Linked DNA regions of Rattus norvegicus: region 2 is linked to region 1. A link is a contact called in public Hi-C data. All regions are on one chromosome and are shown on one strand. The core of a region is the stretch at or near the end of the contact, and the rest is flanking DNA. Distances in the headings are between cores, read along the strand shown. Region 1 holds the start of Plekhf2 (pleckstrin homology and FYVE domain containing 2). Region 2 holds the start of Tp53inp1 (tumor protein p53 inducible nuclear protein 1).

Evidence for each region. Hi-C and Micro-C count contacts between places; a contact is called where the count stands out from the background.
Region 2: a Hi-C map of liver shows a contact between it and region 1, with 2.0 times the contacts expected there. The contact joins the promoter of Tp53inp1 here to the promoter of Plekhf2 in region 1. A contact is called at or near these places in 3 of 12 Hi-C or Micro-C datasets (the A7r5 cell line, liver and psoas muscle).

Annotation. Positions count from the first base shown.
Region 1 is chr5:28,898,065-28,905,328 of GRCr8, reverse strand. Plekhf2 (pleckstrin homology and FYVE domain containing 2) reads left to right here and starts at 1,606. Exons shown (of 2, transcript NM_001108655.1): 1 at 1,606-1,837.
Region 2 is chr5:29,046,456-29,053,260 of GRCr8, reverse strand. It overlaps Tp53inp1 (tumor protein p53 inducible nuclear protein 1), which reads right to left and starts at 1,994. Exons shown (of 4, transcript NM_181084.4): 1 at 1,875-1,994.

The sequences.
Region 1 (7,264 bases), core at 357-2,856:
TGGGAGTGCTTTATAGCTCTAGTGTCTCGTGGTCACGTGATCAGCGTCAGGCAGGAACCAGATCTTAAATTTAAATTTTAATCAATACACCTGCGTAGCGGCTTTTGCCAGTATGAGTCTAAATAAATGGCTTCCAAACTGGGGCGCACACACCCCAGGAAGAGACAGGAATGCACAGACTGCAGGAAGAAAATGTAATACTCCATATATTTACATCATTATTTGGTATGTCTTATTTAATATTTAATAACGAGGTAAAGTGTAGTAGACATATAGGTGTACACATAGAATATGCATGTTTCAATACTTTCCATCATTCTTACATAGCACTTAGCTTGTGCTTGGCATGTTACAAATATTGATTATCTAATGACTCCTTGAGGCACTCTTATTATCCCAGTTTTACACACGAAAGAACTAAGGGTAACTACCCCAAGGAAACGGGTATCGTAGTTGGTGGCAAAGCCGAGACTTTGAGTTGTAGGCGGTCTGGTTGCATCTTTGTACTTAAAGCTAAATAAGTGTCTTGGTAGGGAGGGCAATGTTTGTTACACAGACACCGAAATAGGGAAGGATGGGAAGAACTTAAAGAATTCCAGGCACAAGAGCAAGAGGAAAACCAACAGGATCACCTCCCCCCTTCATTTGTGGATAGAATAGGTCGGTGGACCCACTAATTCAACAACTGGCTCTCAACCTTAATGCTTTAATACAGCTCTTCGTATTGTGGTGATCCCCACCATAAAATTATTTGTGTTACTACTTCATAACTATAATTTTGCTGTTATGAATCACAATGTAAATATCTGTTCTCCGACGGCCTTAGGCGAACCCCTGTGATCCACAGGTTTAGAACTGCTCAACAAGAGGTTAAAAAAAAAATCCCTGAAATAATAAAGTTTACTCTAACTCAATTTCTACCCCTCCCCTGTTTAAATGGTGTGCTTTGGCCACCCCACTCGCCTAGATACCTGTGCTAGCTCTCCGCAGCGCCTAGTAAACGCTCATCTAACCCAGCGGTTATCTTAGCACGGAGTCCTAGGTACGCGAAGCAGTTGGCCGAGGCCCAGGCGCCAGGGAAGTTTTGAGAAGAGCAGAGCTCTTAGGCATGAGGTTATAGAGAAGCCTGCGGGACAAGAGTGCGGTGGGCGCAGACCCCTGGCTCGGGAGAAGCGACAGCAGGTGCTCCGCGCAAGGCCGAGCCGGGCGGGGCTGGCAGACGCGTTTGGGTGGCGAGATGCAAAGCCTTTCCTGTTCCTTAGGGAGGCGTGGAGGCAGCTTCCGCCCATTCTTCCAGAGAACTTCGCGGACTGCTTAAGAGCCCTTTCCGAAGGCTAGCCCGAGTCAGGAAAGTCAGGTCTGGCGACCCAGGATTGCCTCAGCCGGTTTCTGTGCGCGTCACCTCTGTGCAGAAGAGCGCGTTCCCCAACCCGGCCCCGGGGAGGCCCCCCAGTGGGTGTGGCCTCCGCTGAAGACCCCGCCCCTCGTGCGGTCGCGTGGGGATGGAGGGGCAGGGCAAGGCGATGGGCGGGGCGAGGGAACCGGGAAGAAAGGGCAGGGCCGGTGTGCTCGTGCCCGTGTTTGGCGCTTGGGCGGGGGCGCGCCAGTGCGCGCGCAGGAGGGAAGCCAGCCCGGACGGCCGTTGTCGGGTTCGACTGGAGGGGCGGTGAAGTCACCTGCGAGCGGTGCACCCGCCGCGTCCGAATCGCGCCGGCCTCGCGGGGCCCCACGCACCCTGCGAGGCTGGGGCCGAGGAGCAGGCAGAGTCCGCGCCCCGAGTCGGCGACGAGGAGGAGGAGGAGTCGCACCCTTGGCGCCGCCGCCCGCACCCGGGCGGGTAGGTACCATGGAGGTCGGGACGCACCGGGCGGCGGCGGGCTGGGGAGGGAGAAGCGAAACTTTGCGGGCGCCTGTCCCCGCGGGCCCGGGCCAGCCGTGGCGCGGGGAGGTGTTGGCCCGGGCGGCGGCGGCCGACGCCATGTTGGGGTCTGTGGGAAACGGGGCGCTCGGGCGGCTCCCCTCCGGGCAGGCGCTCGGGCTGGAACCGCCTCCGTCCCGCCGCGGCGGTCCGCGGGACGCCGCCCCGAGGGCCGGGACCGGGAACGGCGACTGGGGACTTGGACCTCGCGTCGTCCCTCGAAGTTGTGGGGCGCCAGGACTCAGGTCCCCAGATCGTGCGGTCTGAAAACTTGGCAGGGTCTGGGCGTCAGGGGCACGCTGTGTCCCAGCGGTGTTTTTTATACGACTTTATACGAAAATGGCACCACACAAGTTGGCTCTGATAGGGAGCAGTGGCTTACACGCTATTTGGAGTTTTTTTTTTTTAAGTTTTATGATCTTTTGACGAGTTTTTTTTTTTTTTTTAATGTTATTAAAGGCCGAGAGCTGGTTCCCTAAGTACTGGAGTAGCCTTGTATACTCCTAGAGTATTAAAGCAGCACGTTGTGTGAGTGTGCAGTGGAAATGAATAGAATTCAGGTTACATACACCTAAGCCGTAATTCAGACTCCCAAGTGCATTAAATTGGTAAATGCCTTCTTTGTTATGCTTTAGTACGTTGCCTAAGAGACTCGTTAAAGAAACATTAGAGTTGAAGGTTCAGTTGAAACGTTAAGGCACGTGTTGTCTTAAGACTAAAGTGAAATAGCCTAGTGTTGGCTCGTGCCCATATTGCGGAAACATCGCTGCGAGTTCTAGACCAGCCTTGGCTACTGCGTGAGCCTGATAGAAACAAGCCCTCCAAACCAGCCAACCACAACAAACAGAATAGGGTGCAGTGATCGATCTTGACATTTCAATTTTTTTCTTCTTTTTCCTTTTGGTTCCTTAAAAGTGCATGAGTTTTGAGCCCTTATCTGTTTACCCTGGTAGCTTAAGGGACGGGAGGGCTCAGGTTAATTTAGAATTAACAAAGGCTATTTTTAATCACCGTGGGTCGTGATAGCATTGGGAGGTGAATGGTATTAAGATGCTTATTTGGAAAGCTCCTTATAATCACGTCCCTCCGCCCCCCAAACGAAACTGGTGTACAGCATGAAGTAGCCTAGTAAATAAATACCCTTAAAAAAATAAAGACGGCTTTAAAATTTTGTTAAATGGGCGGAAAAGGCTCTTAACAATGCAAAAGCAGTAAACAGGCCATAGAGGCTTCCCTTATTTTACGCTTTAATTTTTTAAAATCACTCATCTGCATGGAGAAAGGGGAGGCGCTCGGCCCCAGACCTCACATGGAGAGGTCAGAAGACAAATTCCCTGAGTTTCTTCTCTCCACCATGTGAGTGTGGGGATGGTTGTCAGACCTGGGGGCCAGCTGCTATCATTATTTTCTGAGCCGCCTTTCTGACCCCTCTACTTTTAATTATATCTCTTTATTGTGTGTGTGCAAACGTGGACATTTGTGTGGTCACATGGTTCAACTGCGGAGGTCAAAGAGCTAAGGTGGGAGTTGCTTCTCTCTTTCCACCTTCTGCCCCTGAGGATAGAACTGAGGCTGTCAGGCCTGGCCTCGCCTCAGTGCCGTAACCCTCGGAGCCGTCTCCCTGCCCCTCTTCTTAGTCTTTAGTAGGTAAAAGTGCTTTCGTAGGTGTGTTGGTCAGCTTTCTTAGGCTTTTCTTTTCTTTTCTTTTCTTTTCTTCTCTTTTCTTTTCTTTTTTTCAGAGCTGGGGACCGAACCCAGGGTCTTGTGCTTGTTAGGCAAGCACTCTACCACTGAGCTAAATCCCCAACCCCAGCTTTCTTAGTTTTTTAAAAAAATTTTTTTCCTTTGAATTTTGCTCCCTATCAGGTCAGTTCCATTTCCTATATATTTATTTTTTGGACCAAAAAATTATTTATCAGAAAGAAGTTACTTGCCTGATACTGCAGATCTTAGCAGTCAAGCTGATGACTCTGTAGGCCTCTGTCTCTAGAGCAGAACATAGCACATCCCTATGTGGGCATTCTCTGCCTACCTTGTTCCTTCTTTTTTTTTTTTTTTTCGGAGCTGGGGACCGAACCCAGGGCCTTGTGCTTGCTAGGCAAGCGCTCTACCACTGAGCTAAATCCCCAACCCTTGTTCCTTCTTTTTATCACTTATCCTTCTCATTCAGGTTTCACTGTAACCTGCTGCTAACAGGCCCTAGTGCAAGGGTACGATGCTGAATTTCTTCTTCTTCAACCCTTTCGGAGGAACGCGGGGGTGTGAGTGGAGCGTGCCTGTCAGCACACTGAGGCCGAATTGCTGAGAGTGTGATTGAGATTCATAGTGAGACCATGTCTCAAAACCAACCAAAACCAGAGCAACCCTTAGACCTGTCTTCTTTGAAGCTTTCCGCCCACTGTGCAGTCATGCTTCCTCTTTCTCAGCAGGAATCTGTTCTCTTCCCCCTCGGTGTCCTAGAAGCACTGTATAGGTCTATAATGGCCTGCCCTAGACAGCAGGCATCGGGTGGGGTCCCGTTTGCTTGTTCTTCAGCAAGCTGGGGCGGAGCAGATGCTCAGGTGAGGTCTGAATGTTTTCACTGGAAATAGTCTTCATGAGCTCTGGATAGTTACGCGGCTCTGTAGTCTGCCCTATGTACCACGGACTCTGTTCAGTCGGTGGATGAGGTGCTTGAACTTTCTTTTTAGACATAATTAACTTTGGTGACTGAATTTTGGCATGGGCACACAGACTTGAATATTTATGAAATTTCCAGCAGACAGTGGACTGATGGGTAATTGTGATGGAGAAGCTGTGGATGGACAAAAGGATGAACAAAAATCAGTTTAAAATGTGGTTGAGGACTGGAGAGATGGCTCAGTGGTTAAGAGCACTGACTGCTCTTCCAGAGGTCCTGAGTTCAAATCCCAGCAACCACATGGTAGCTCACAACCATCTGTAATGAGATCAGATGCCCTCTTCTGGTGTGTTTGAAGACAGCTACAGTGTACTTATATATGATAAATAAATAAATCTAAAAAAAAATGTGATTGAAGTTTGCCCTTGATGGAATATTAGTGCCTGGAAAAGGAGAAGGTTATGTTTGTTTATAGGCGTTTAATTAAACAGTTTTGGTTGTGGTTTTGTCATAATAGTCTTAGAATTTCCTTTAAGAGCTCAGTGAGAAGCTATTTGAGAACCTGATTTTCTATTGATGTTGATCTTTTGAGACACAGCTTTACATGTAAGCTATTTGCTTAGATAGCACTCCTCAGACCAGTAGATAAATAAGAATTCTTCTCTCTCTGTCTCTCTGTCTCTGTCTCTATCTCTCTCTCCCCCTACCTCCCTCCCTGCCCCCAACAAGGTTTCTCTGTGTAGTCCTGGCCCTCCTGTGACTAGCTCTGTAGACCAGGCTGGTCTCTAACTCAGATCTATCTACTTGTCCCTGACTCCTGAGTGCTGGGATTAAAGGCCTGTGTCACCATACCTAGCTATGCTCTTGCTTTTCTAGGTTAAGGTGTTGGTCACTTTGTAAGGCCGAAAATTTTGGGTTCATTTCATGTCCTCACTTAAGTCTTTCTCAGTCTGTTTACTGGGGCAGGGTTTCATGTAGCCTAGGCTAGCCTCCAATATAAATGTGGCTAAGGATAACCATAGGCCCCCAATCTTGTCTCTAATAGACCTTCCCCACTGGACCTAGTACATTTTTTTGTTGTTGTTGTTGGTGCTGTTTTCCTCAGTGATCTTTTCAGGGTGATCTTGAATTCTCCGTTTTAGGCTTCTGCTTCCTCAGTGGTGGAGTCACAGGTGTGTGCCGTTCTAGGTCCCATAGTCAATCTGTGAAGCACAAAGTGGTGTGTACAGTTGAAGAGAACCTGAAAAGAGAATAGTGGGCATTAATAATTGTTATGAGCACACTAGAAAAGCAACGTGAATGCAAGAAAGACTGAACCAGTCACCTGAGTCCTGGCATTTCCTGCTTGTTAGCTACATTCCTGAACAAAATTCTTCATTCTCTGAGCTCCACTGGAGTCCTTCGTAAAAAGATGTCTGTGAAAGTGCCTGGCACACGGTAGTATCCTCTCGCTGATTTTCTACTTAGCAGCCAACATCTCATGGATGACAACTGAGTCTACCTCTGTTCTGGGATCCTGTTCATGCTGGCATTTCTAGTATTGTGGATCAAGTGTTGTCTTGTGGGTTCTCTGAAGGACGTCAGGATAAATGAGCCGACCAGTTCCTCCTTTCTGCAGCACCTAACACACATAGGTCTTGCCTTAGACTTCCCCGGCACCTCGCCTCCCTTTTCATGTGTATTCAGTCAGTTCCTGACTGTTGTATGTGTCTACTGCTCTTCAGCCCCTCCCCTTTTCATTCCTAGTCTCCATGGTTCTTTATTACCCGTGTGAAAATGATTTTGTTGTCGTGTCTTAGTCACATAGGACACTGGTTTAACTGTGATGATGTATTCAAGCGTGTGTATGATGGACGTTGATTACATTCACTTGGAGACTGCTGTAATACTCTTGCTTTCTTGGCTTCCAATCTGTCTTCACATTCTCTTCAGTTCATCCTGTGTACTGTTCCCTATTTAAAAAACCCTTTAGTTCCCATTGCCTGTATATTCAAATCTAAATTCTTCAATCTTAAATTCTCTGATTGTGTCTGTTTTTAAACTTCATTTTTAATTATGTGTATTTGTGTTTGTGTAGATGTGTACACCGGAGAGCAGGTGAGGAGGAGGGGTGCCGGGTTTCCTGGAGCGGGAGTTGTAGGTGATTGAGAAACACCTAAGATCCGTGCTTAGGACTAAACTTGGGCCCTCTCCCGGAGCAGGTTGCTTGTAGCCCAGAAGGCCTCTCTGTGCACTGTATAGCTGTAGATAAGCCTGGATTGAGTGATCCTTCTGCCTCATTTTCCCAAATGCTGGGGCTCTAGGCATGTGCCACCGTACCCAGCGTCAGTCCATGCTCTCTTTCGCAGCTCATCACCTACTTAGTTTACCAAGATTAATATTCTTGCAGTAGCAAGGTGATTAAGAGGCGAGAGCTAGTCTAGTGCTGTTAGACCCTAACGATCGATACTGCTGTTCCTAGAACCTGGTGGTGTTCTCTAATCTGCACTTGTATTCCCTGACAAACGCACATCTGTGCACTCTTGAGTACACACACACACACACACACACACACACACACACACACACTATTATTTTAAATTAGTATTCCACTACTACACTTCCTGCTTGCTTGCTTCCCTTCTCTAAGCCTGGGCTTAAGTGTCTCTTCTCCTGGTGTAGACATAGGTGCCATCATCTAATTCCCGAATTGGTTTAACCTACTGTTTTAAATAAGAATTTTAATA
Region 2 (6,805 bases), core at 745-3,244, 150 kb before region 1:
TCAGTTTGAGATTCATACCCAGGGAAAGATGGTGTGGACTTAACTTGGAAATTTGGTCCTTCTACCACATGTGGGAGTTATATTTTTTTTCTTTAAAGGGCAGGTGTGTGTGTGTGTGTGTGTGTGTGTGTGTGTGTGTGTGTGTGAGAGAGAGAGAGAGAGAGAGAGAGAGAGAGAGAGAGAGAGAGAGAGAGAATGAATATGCTTATGGTTTGTGATAGCCAGTTGATATATTTACTTCTCTGTCCTGTGATGAAGAAACTGAGCCTCAGAATGAAATGAAAATAACTTGCCAAAAAGCAAAGAGAGCTGGTATCTTGGGGCAGCAGTAGGGCAGGAATCCTTCCAGTCTGGTGTCCTGCTTTTCCCTGCACATGACCTCAGGCTCCTTCCAGCCTGATTCTAAAAACTTCAGAGACTAGCACTTCTCAGTGGTTTTGGCTGCCAGCAGGAGGCTCCAAAAACATTTTTAAAATTAAAAACAACAACAAAAGCACCCACAACTTTGATGAATGCAGTTTTGAAATACTAGCTGGCTAAACATATCACTGAAAAGCAACCTTTAAACCATTACTTGTGGGCCAGAAAGAACTCATCATGTCACTGTGTCTGGTGGCAAGGCCGAGTGTGATCCCTGGAACCTACATAATGGAAGAAGAGAACCTACAGTTCAGAAAAACACAGTTGCTAATACAAAGGTTTGTTCTTTTAGTCAGAAACAAGGGCTGGCCTTGAACTCCTGAGTCTCCCACTGCCACCTTTCCAGTACTGCAATTACAGGCTTGAGCCACCAAGCCTTGGCTTTGATTCAAGTAATTTAAAAATCAATTTTCAACTACAAAAATACCAAGCCAAGAAAGTTATCGTTGCTCCTTACACCTCTGTCTATTAAGCTAATTTACAAGGAGATTATTCCCCTATGGACTTACCACATCCTGTTCTGAAGACAGTGAAGAGAGAGCAGTTATTTAGGTTGGTAATTCCCTGTTTTGTTAACCCTAACTTTTGAAAGCAGTCATTCCCAAGAAAAATACACCAGGGAGCAGAAAAGAATAAAAGACAAGATGAAAAAAAAAAAAAAAACACCACAATTAGAGAAACTGGTTACAAAAATTAGTAGGTCATAGTTTCCCAGCAAGGACTTTGAAAATTATAGTGGCTGAGGCTGAGCAAGCTGCCTGGTGTTTTCACACCTGCCAATGAAAAGTATTACAATCACCACCAAGCATGTGATTTCAAGATCTTGGGGCATTTGTTAGGATGTCTGTCCAAAGACCCAAGAGTCACTCCTCTCTCTCAAAACTACTCAGCATTCTGAAAGGGCTCTTTCAGCCAGGAACGCCTTAGTCTTTAGGAGTTACAGGTGGAAAGGGATTCCCCCTTAATCTACTCTGAACTTTTACACGGAGTAAACATACCGTGAAAGTAGAAGCAAAATGAAGGAATTGCACGTGAAATCCCGCTGCAGATAGTAAACACTGCTTCCTTTTAATTAGCTGCGTGGCCCTAAAATTAATTTCGTTGTGCCTCCAAGTTTCCTCTGCTTAAATAAGCAAAGTTGGGGCCTCACAGGGCGGTCGCGACGGTCTGAGATAAGTACTTAGAACCCACAGCAGTGTCTAGCACACCCTAAGTGCCAGCGATCAAACTGGTGAGGACGGAAGCCACGGGAAGTGCTCTTCCCACAGGTGCAGGTTCGGTGATGCGCGAGGTCAGGAGGGGTCGGGGCGGGTCTCGGGGTAACGGAGCAGGTTTCCCGTCACCCGCAGGTTCTAGGTGTCGCCGTGCACGTCACGGTAGGGAGAGGGCCGGGTAGGAAAGTCAGAGAGCAGGCAACGAACCGCCGCCCTCCCGCCCGTGTCGCCCGCACTTACGTGAGCCGAGCGGCGCGGCGGGCGCTGAGGTAGCTGCGGCGGGCCGGGCTCCTGCGCTGCGGTCGCTGCCCTGGCGGCCGCCGGCCCGTCCGGGTCCTTTTGTTGTTGTGCAGCTCTGGGAACAGCTGATCGGCTTCCCGGCTCCGCCCCGAGCCGCGCCAGTCCCAGGCCGACCAATCCGCTGTGCGGGGGCCCCCGGGGCCGCCCTGCGAGAGGTTGTCACTAACGCACGTGACCTGGCACTGGGCCGGCGGCGCGCCCGGGGCAGAAACAAGCCCGGGCAACAAAGCGTGAGCCGGAGAACACTCGGGGCGAGCGGGAGGAGGGGAGAGTACAGGAGCCCCGGACTGGCCGAGGTGGGAGCCCGCAGGACCAAGAGAAGAGCCCGACCCCGGGAACCGCTTCGGCTGAATGAGGAGCCCAGAGTGTGGGTACAAGGCACTCAACGCCCTGTTGCCAAGGCGGTGGTTAAGGATACCAGTTGCTCCTCTGGCCAGTAGTGTAGAGATAATAAGCCAATAGTCATGATGCTGGAGGCAACCCACTGCTGGACATTCCTTGAAAAGAAGTCTGGGCCCCAAATACATGGGATGCCTGTGTCCCACTCATTCCCCACCCCTTAGTAAGACAGTAAGCCAGGGCCTAATCTAGCTTTAGGAACTTAAACTGAAAGCTCACAGGTCTTGCCTCCAAGAGTCTGCCCTGTGAAAACAAAATTCAGGCAGAGGAGGCCACCACTCTAAGCTGAAAGGGCCTTAACTTATGGAAAGTGAAGAATTGGCTCTGTTTCTTCCCAGGGGAATCCGTCTAAGATGTTATAGGAGCCAAAGAGCTTATGATCTTTTTTAACAAAATGTAAACATTCTCATGAGACCTACCTACTCACCAGCTATTTATAGTGAGGAGAAAATGAGACACTGCACTTATAAAGGGTTTCTAAGCCAAAGCTCTACTGTAAATACATATGGGGATTAACTAGGAGTGACGAGTCATGTTAGTGCCTGGCAGTAATCTGGGTTCCCTGGGACTGAGATGTAATCTTCTGGCCTTGGTGAGATGTATAGCTCAAGTAGTCTCAAGACAGACTCCGAGGTCTTGGATAGACCATCAATTCTCAGCCTGTGTGTCACCTAAGACCATCAGAAAACACAGATATTTACAATTCACAGTAGCAAATTATAGTTATGAAGCAGTAAAAAAGACATTTTTTCATATTTGGGGGTCACCACAACGTGAAAAACTGTTATTAAAGGGTTACAGCATTAGGAAGGTTGAGAACAACTAGGCTACACAGATGGGGAGACAAAAAAACAGGTTATAGATTAGAAGGCAAATGTCTGGCTTCTTCCTCATCCTATTGACATGAGACAAAGACCTTGTGTGCTTTTTCTCCTGTCAGCAGGGCTTCCTTCCCTTCCTGGTGATTGGCCCAGGTTCAAAGCTGGACCTGGGCATGTTCACCTGAAGCTGTGGGCCCATCAGCCCCCATTGTTTAATTTACCAACCCCAAATTAGGAGAAGGGGACCCATCCCAGGCCAGGAAAAACACTTAAAACACCCAGCCTTCTGGGCTGGAAAGATGGCTCAGTGGTTAAGAGCATCTATTGTTCTTCCTAGAGGTCCTGACTTCAATTCCCAGCAACCACATGGTGACTCTACAACCATCTGTAATGGGATCTGATGCCCTCTTCTGGTGTGTCTGAAGACAGCTACAGTGTACTTATTTATAATAAATAAATAAATCTTTAAAACAAAGAACAAAAACCCAGCCAAACAAAAACACCCAGCCTTCCAGGGGGAGAAATAGACTTTGATCTCCAAAACTCTTGGAAGGAGACAGGGAATTGTCAATATGTATTGATCATTTGACCGTATATGCTTCAAGGGTTTATCTGTACAGTCTGGATTTTAGATTTTGGCAAATCAAGTTATTTTCTGTCAAATATTATTGCTATGTTAGGAGTCCCACCATCTCTTGTTTCTCTTTCAGAATCCATCTAAGGGCCATTGTGCTCCTAGGGGTGGGGGTGGGGGTGGGGGGATCCATCTAGAGGTCATCTTCCCATTTAGAAGTAAAATTTATTAACAATTATAAAAGTCTAGTTGCTTTGATCAAAAAGACTTACCTCATGCAGCTTAATAAATTTGTTATTCCTAAAGGCAAAGTGTGAAAGCAGTACCTTGTTATGACAGAAAACCCGAGGTAAAAATGATGTTTCCAGAGACAGCCTCCATAAGCCTCCATTATGAAACATAATCCTGTACCCCACACATACACACTTAGAGTCTGGGCTAGCCCTATCAGTGCTTTGACCCACACAGTATACTAGTAATAATAGTCTAGGACTTATACTAGTAATAATATTCTAGGACTCTGAGCATTAAGAAAGTCTGGCAGTTTCTGCTCTGTAGTTTGGAAGAAGACAACCAGAAGACAGGACAGACATGCTGGGAAGAAGTTCAAGCCAGCTGTGTAAAGAGGCTACAAGGTAAGAGCTGTGTGCCAGGCCCTGGAGCACAGTCCATCCAAGCCAGACAGGAAGGAGAGAAAAAGACCCTCTAGGCAGTTCAGCCTCAGCAGACAGACCCACTATGTGATAAGTTAAGGAGTTCAGCCCCAGCAGACAGACCCACTATGTGATAAGCTGTCTCCACCGAGTCCTGCCAACATGGCAGAGTCCTGAGCAAATAAATGGTTGCTTTTTTTCCTTCCTTTCTTTTAAAGCTCACTGGGTAGTTCAAGCTGTCCTTAAATTCCTGATCCTCCTGCCTCTGGCTCCCAAGGGCTGAGGTCACAGGCATGTGCCACTGTACCCAGCAAATAAGTGCCTTAAGGCAACGAATGCAGGAGGTTTGCTGTTTTGCTTTTGTTTTTCAGGGCCGAACCTAAAACAACAGATGACCAAAGTACAGAACGAAAAGCCACAAAGCCAGAAGAGAGTGGTAAGGAGCACATGTCTGTAATCTTTAGCCTTTGTGAGGTGGGGGCAGGAAGACCAGAAGTTCAAGGTCATCTTCCAAGCTGAGGTCTGTCTGACCTACCAGAGACCTCGTCTCAAACAACACACCAACCAAACCAAGCCAACAACAGAAATCCTACCACCACCAACAGCAACAGGCCTGTCTATCACAGACATGCCTGTTTCTGATTAACAGGGTTTTTTAATTTTTTTCACCAGGCCAAGTATGTTAGCTCAGTGCTAGAGTAACCACAAAAGGAAAGGGAAGCCATTGCTATCTCAGCCATCGCTTGCTTACCGTTTACTTTTGCTTACCACCCGGCACTTGTTCTATTCCTGTGATGTACCAAGAAACAGGGCTGATAGTTGTTTGTGGAAAGTTCATGTGTCTGTCCCTACGAGGAAGCAGTATTTTATCACTGACACTGTCTGGAAGTGTGGGGAGCAGATATAAGAAAAGGAATGTTACCCTCCGTTTTAAAAATTGTTTTGAAATTCCTACTAGCAACAGAAACCCACCCCCAAACCTTTCACTACCAACTGCCCACACCAGGACACCAGGGTGGATTGTCTCTGCCTCCCAGCTTGAAACACTCTGGTTTGCAAACTTACATGAAGTAAGACACAGGAGTAAGGTCACCTTCGCAGCATGGAGCCGTCTGCACCAGCTGAACTCAAATCACACACCAGCAACACAATCTTCTCTCTGTTGGATGACAAAAGACCTGGCCATTCCTTGCCAGGCCAGACAACATGAATGCAACATCCCGTAATTCATAGGCTAATGCTCCAAGTGTTGCTATAGTACCCAGTTCCCGGCTGCCCCCCCCACCCCCTGCTGTGGGCGACTTTCTCTCCCCATCTGTCAGAGTACCCTTGTCTGTTTTCCATGGTACTCAATACACTCCCTTATCTACCAGAACAAAAAGGAATTCAACCTCAAGTTTTGTTTGAAGGTTTACAGGGCTGGGCCACATTTATGCCATTGTCCAGATACAAGTAATGCTCCTGCCTCCTGCTCACAAAATTAGGTGGTGGCTGTCACCCTGTCAGCCTCACTGAGATTGCTACAGAGTACTCTTTCCTCCCATGCCACAAAGGAAGACCCTACAGCCCTTCCAACATAAATCAGTCAGCTATACTGTACAACTATAGAATCCCAAAGTGAAGTCTGCACCATCATTTTCAATCTGTGTACCAACAGGGACAGTCAGCTGGGCTTTGACTACATGCCAAACCGTTGGTAGTTGTCTAGGGAAAACGCAAAGTTGCTCTAGATTGCATTTAAGATGTCAGTCACTTGGGCTGGAGAGATGGCTCAGCGGTTAAGAGCACCCGACTGCTCTTCCAGAGGTCATGAGTTCAATTCCCAGCAACCACATGGTGGCTCACAACCATCTGTAAAGAGATCTGATGCCCTCTTCTGGTGTGTCTGAAGACAGCTGCAGTGTACTTATATATAATAAATGAACAAATAAATCTTAAAAAAAAAAAAAAAAAAAAAGATGTCAGTCACTTAAAATTCTAGTGATACCCATTATTCCAGAATGAGTCAAACGGTACTAGAGAGCCTGGAACAGAAGTGTGGTGGTTCAAATAAAAATGGCTACCAGAGGCTCGTGGATTTGAAGAGTGGCACTCTGGAGGTGAATTAGGAGGCGTGGCTTGTTGGAGTGGGTGTGGCCCTGTTGAAGGAAGTGTGTCGCTGTGGGTGGGCCTTCAAAAGCTTGTAGCATGTCCAGTGTTTTTCTTCCTGCTATCTTCTTGTCTGGATGTAGAATTCTTAACTACTATCGAGTACCATGACTGCCTCTCCACCATGGTTGCAGTGGACTAAACCTCTGAAACTGTAAACAAGCTGCGCTTAAACGCTTTCCTCCATCACAGTTGCTGTGGTCAACACAATGGCCAAGAAAGGGCGTCAGATCCTAAGATGAAGTATAGATGATCGGTCCTGGGAATTGAACCCAA